Regions from separate parts of the Sus scrofa genome. Here region 1 is linked to region 2. Evidence: chromatin contacts called from public HiChIP or PLAC-seq data. All regions are on one chromosome and are shown on one strand. The core of a region is the stretch at or near the end of the contact, and the rest is flanking DNA. Distances in the headings are between cores, read along the strand shown.

Evidence for each region. HiChIP or PLAC-seq counts read pairs in DNA pulled down with a chosen protein or histone mark.
Region 1: an H3K27ac HiChIP or PLAC-seq map of skeletal muscle shows a contact between it and region 2. The contact joins the promoter of CD164 here to the promoter of C1H6orf183 in region 2. A contact is called at or near these places in 1 of 5 promoter capture datasets (liver) and 2 of 2 datasets of contacts at active chromatin or transcription factors (alveolar macrophages and skeletal muscle).

Annotation. Positions count from the first base shown.
Region 1 is chr1:75,456,759-75,459,458 of Sscrofa11.1, reverse strand. It overlaps CD164 (sialomucin core protein 24), which reads left to right and starts at 1,319. Exons shown (of 7, transcript XM_001924626.5): 1 at 1,319-1,374; 2 at 1,485-1,843. The coding sequence starts at 1,666. LOC102164525 (a long non-coding RNA gene) reads right to left here and starts at 1,215. Exons shown (of 4, transcript XR_300811.3): 1 at 1,125-1,215.
Region 2 is chr1:75,226,736-75,229,435 of Sscrofa11.1, reverse strand. C1H6orf183 (putative uncharacterized protein C6orf183 homolog) reads right to left here and starts at 1,301. Exons shown (of 48, transcript XM_021090835.1): 1 at 1,169-1,301. It overlaps CEP57L1 (centrosomal protein CEP57L1), which reads right to left. Exons shown (of 11, transcript XM_021090896.1): 11 at 1,226-1,359. The coding sequence ends at 1,330.

The DNA.
Region 1 (2,700 bases), core at 70-2,569, 230 kb before region 2:
AAAACAGTGGCCTCCACAATAGCGTGTTTTCATCTTAGCATGGAGACAATCCATCCGGGTATGGGAAGAAAACAGAACTTCTATTACATTTTCAACATTAAAAAAAAAGTTGACTAGTGCCTTCATTTGGTCTGGTATCAGATGGTCATGTGCTAAATAAATACTGTGTGAGAGGAATCCTGACTGAAGAGATAGGTTTGAAGGCTGATGATGAGACCTCACTTACTTACTTGGTTGTACTCTCATGCTTTGGATGGCAAGTTGGACCAGTAAAAAAACGAGTTTCTGGCTTACATCCAAGCAATCTCTAACTAGCCTAGTTCATGGAACAAATGTTTATAGTCAGGAGGGTACACAAGCACCCCACTGATTTGATTGTAGGTTTAGGAAAGCCTTCAAGTTTAGGTAAACAAGGTAAATAGCTTACACAGTCATCTTTTGGGGGGGGGTGGATTCCATAGCGGGGTACATCTCACAAAAGCTACTGATGTTGCGTTACTTTTTCTTTTTAGGATAGGTGTGCGCAATTAAAATTAAATGATAAATACAAATAGCTGAAAACAGCTTTATAATCCAACTTTTACCATTTGATAGAAGCATGGCTGTACGCGTAAATATTTTTGTGAGACTGAGCATCAGATGGCGCTCATCCCTACTAAAAGCCTGAGCAGTGGCAGAATATTAACAGGCATTTCAAAATCCAGCCATGACGCCAAGCAATTGTGCCTTTCAGTCGAGTCACTTTTCTGAGTCTCGGTTTCTTCACCTGTAAAGTGGGGGTGGGAACAACCCAGATGGATTTCCAACTCTACCGTCTTTGATGCTTCCACTATAGCAGTGGCACGGACCGGCGGCTGCCACCGCTCACTGGCTGAAACCGCGAGAGACTCAGAAAACTCAAGGTGTGAAAGTGTGACAGAGGCAGATGGTGTGCGGCTCCGGCTGGAAAGCAGGAGAACGCTTTCAGTGTCTCAGCCGCTCACGTAGTGTGGGCGCCAGAGCAAAAACTGAACCGCGCGCGGTATCTCCATTTCCCTGGGATTTCCTAACACGAGGTCACTTACAACAAAACCCACTTTCAATGGGAAACGCGCGGGTCCTGAGAAGGATACTTATGCAAGCACCTTGGCAACGCGCGAGGGCAGTACAAACTTTATGCCTGCCCGGGTCCTGAGCGAAACGCCTGGAAACTACTTCCGCCTTGCGGTACTCGGGTCCTAGGGGCGCGGCTCCGGGGGTCACGTGGGGTATAGCCGATTCACCGCCACGACGCCGTGGCTACGTCATATAGCTTGTCCCATCCAAGACGGGGTGGGAGCCTTCTCTGTTGCCGGAACGAGAAAAGCCCAGCCGCATCCTTGTGACAGTCTCAGGGTAAAGAAAAGAATTTTATGTGTCTGTCCAGTTTCTTCGCTATATACAGTCGCTTGGAGGGACAGCTTCCTTCAGGTTTCCTCTCGATGTTCCTGTTCCCCCTCCCGTAGGATTCCAGTTGGTGTCGCCAGCGCCCCGCCTCCGCACGCCGCGGCCCTGGGGTAGCTCACGTGACCCCGGCACGCTCCCGCGGGGGGAGCGAAATCTCGAGGGCATCGCCGCAGGGGACAGAGGGACGCACGCTCCGTTGAGCACCTCATCTTTCGCTTGGACGCCAGCGCGAAGGACGCGATGTTGGGGCTCTCCCGCCAGCTTCTTTGGGCCGTCGGCTGCCTGGCCGCGCTCTGCGTGCTGACAGCGGCGAAGAACAGCACCATCCTGCCTCCGAGTACGACTACACCCTGGCTTTCACCGCCCACCACCCAGACAACCTCCGCGCCGCCGAAGACGCTCCCCACTCCAGCACCAGGTGGGCGCCGGTCCTACGGGCTTCCTACGCTCTTCTCCCGGGCGGAGCCGCCCGCGATGCCCGCGGAGCCGGGGCCCGGGCGGGCCGCGCTCAGGCAACATGGCGGCCCGTCCGAGTCCAGCCGGGACCAGGCCGAGGTGGCCGCGGTGGCCGAGGTGGGGAAGCGCCCTGGGGGGAAGGGGCGGCGGTTTCCGACCTCACAGTATCCCGCGCCGTGGTGCTGTTTAAAAGTGCCTCGTAATCCCCAGCCTGACTTCAGGCTCGGAAGAGGGGACGTGGCTTCCTTCCGCGGTGGCAGCGGTGAGGTTGATTATGGGGCGAGGCGGCCGCCTCCAAAGTTGGCGACGAGACCGAATTCCCTCTCGTTGGCGTTAGTCGTTTGTCCACCCAGGTTTTCTTTTCGAAGGCAGGCTTCTCCTGAGGTTGGCGAAAGAGGGAAAGAGACGCTGAAGACGTTAACGTTTTCTGGTGCCTCAGACCTGGGTGTGAAAAAATAAGTGGCTTGGGATTTAATTACATCGATTTTGCGGATAGGTATGGGATGTATTTGAGGTTGGAGCTTTTAATTAATTAAAGCTTAATACGCCCCATGCTATATGTGCAATGGAGGAAAAGTACCATACCCATTCGTATATCTGGTACTTCGCATATATCTCAAACTCAAAGATAGGTGGTGAAACTTAGGAGATGGAAGGAGATAAATTAACTGTGTCAAAACCCTATGTTTAGTAGTTTGAGAAGCTGAGATTCGAACCCAGGTCTCTGGATTTTCTAAAGCCCGGTCTGGAACACCTTTTATTAAGCTCTACAGACGATCTGGGAACTGGTTTAGGCATACACTAAATCTCTTAGCAGAA
Region 2 (2,700 bases), core at 52-2,551:
TTTACTGAGTTTTTATTCTGTGCCAACACTTTTGCTGGGTGCTTTGACATTTAATCCTCACAATAAGCCTGGGAGGTAGGTAGTAATACAATCCTAGATTTATAAATGAGAAATGGAGGCCGAAAAAAGTTATTCAATTGCCTAAACTACTAACTGGAGGAATCACAAATATGAACCCCAAGTCTCCTAATTCTGAAATCTGTGTTTTTTCTACTATATGACACTAATTTTGCAAGAAAATTCTCAATTCTTAATTGAAATGTTCAAGTATTCCTTAATTGATTTTAATTTCTTCTGGTAATTTGTTTTAGTAATATATTTTTAGAAGTAATAATTTCACCACTGATAAACTAAATATATTGGGCCACTGTCCTAAGTGCATTAAAAACAAAGGCACAGAAAGACTGGGCTCATTATGGTCCTGGTGAGTTTTTTGCTAAGTATGAACTATAGCATTCATATTTTCAAGAAGAAAAATTAAAGTCACAAAAATGATAAGGTGACAAAACTGAACATCTCTGGGGCTGAAGAAGCTGTAAAGGGAGAGGGAGTAAAAGTGGGTGAAGGACATGTACTGTTTAAAACAGAGGGAAAGAAACTTTTATCTCTGCCATTAGTTACTTTCAAGGACAATTTGAAGTATAAATTATTTTCAGCCATCTCCCACTTCAGGTATGAAAGGTCTTCTGATATAGCACCTATTCTCTCAATGAGAATGTATCAGTTTTCTTCCTCCCCCACAGAGGGTCCACAATTATCCTCTTTCTCTTATACACACTTTCTGAGATTTCCTAGGAGGATATAAAGACTACCTTTAAAAAAATTTCTTTTCCTAGCTCCCCAAGATCTTTTTTTTTTTTTGCTTTTTAGGGCCACGCCAGTCGCATATGCAAGTTCCCAGGCCAGGGGTTGAATCGGAGCTACAGCTGCCAGCCTACACCACAGCCACAGTAATGCCAGATTCGAGCCACGTCTGCAACCTATACCACAGCCTGTGGACACACAGGATCCTTAACCCACTGAGTGGGGTCAAGGATTGAACCCGCATCACTCATGGATACTAGTCGGGTTCATTTCTGCTGAGCCACAATGGGAATTTCTCCCCAAGACCTTGATCTTTTAATTCTTTCATACTTTGAACATTCCCCACCTGTAGATAAAGATGTACCTCCAACTTTGTCCCTTTGGAATCACCATCTCTTAAACTGCCACCCTATCTTCTGAGCTCCTCTCTTCTATTATGCCTTTTCTGCCAGTCTTCTATTTCTACTTCAGTCGATGATGCCAATTCTCTAGTTGCCCTAAAGAATTTTCATGAGAAACCAAAGTTCAGAAGAGTCTACCAGTTTCTGCAGGCTTCTGGAAAGACAGGTCAACAAATGTAAATTTATTATAAAGCTATATGTTCAAAGAAATCTCTTATGATATTGCTAATCAAAATATCAAAAATATAGTTATAAAAGAGTAAGATAAAACAGATGATTTGTGTTAAAATAAATCAAAACTAGATTTATAAAAGAGAATGGGAAGAGCAAAGAAAGGTTTCCACAGTTAAGTTACTGTCAACTAAGATTAGCTTACTATTTCTTTTCTTTTTTTCTTGCTTTTTAGGACCACAAGTTCAGTATATGGAAGTTCCCAGGCTAAGGGTCAAACTGGAGCTGCAGCTGCTGGCCTACACCATGGCCACAGCAACGCAGGATCTGAGCCACGTCTATGACCTACACCACAGCTCATGGCAACACCAGATTCTTAACCCACTGAGCGAGGACAGGGATCCAACCCCCATTCTCATGGATACTCATCGGGTTCGTTACCACTGAGCCACGACAGGAACTCCTAGGTTACTATTTCTAATTGTCACATAAAGACTTGGGCTTAAGACCTCTTCACAAAGCTTTTCCCTTTCTAAAGAAGAAAAGTTTCCCAGCTCTAAAACAAGATAGGGAGGAAGCATCACAAAAGTTAAAAGACCTTTCCATACTCTTAATTTTATATTGGTTCTTAAGGTTATAAGCCTACTAAATGAAAAAATGGAATACCACTTGTGTCTCAAATTTAACTGAATTTTAAATATCATTTGTGTATAATTTCTTTTGTCTTTTCTGGGCCGCACCTGCGCATATGGAGGTTCCCAGGCTTGGGGTCTACGCCAGAGTCACAGCAACTCGGGATCCGAGCCACGTCTGCAACCTACACCACAGCTCATGGCAATGCCAGATCCTTAACCCGCTGAGCAAGGCCAGGGATCAAACCTGCAACCTTATGGTTCCTAGTCGGATTCGTTAACCACTGTACCACGACAGGAACTCCTTGTGTATAATTCCTTAAATTTAGCTTAAGGTATGTGCAAAGTGAACAATGTTTCTAAAATATGGCGAGATTAGGTACCTCAGTCAATAAGCAAAACAAAAAAAGCAATCATTTATTATTTGGGACTCTTCGGAGGTCATCAGGCATTAATTTAAAAAATACTACAATTTATAAAGGCTAGAAACATAATTCAAAATTTCATAAAGGTATATTGAATTAAAAGCACTTTAGACAGTTCAGGATCTCAATGACAGAGTTCATTTAAGGTGATAGTTTTGCTACTGTGTTACTGTTCCCACAAGATATCATCTCTTCTCAATTTCATTTGAAGGTTATGGACTCGTATTGGATGAAAGCTGCTGTTCTTTTGAAGAGAATTAGTTAGTA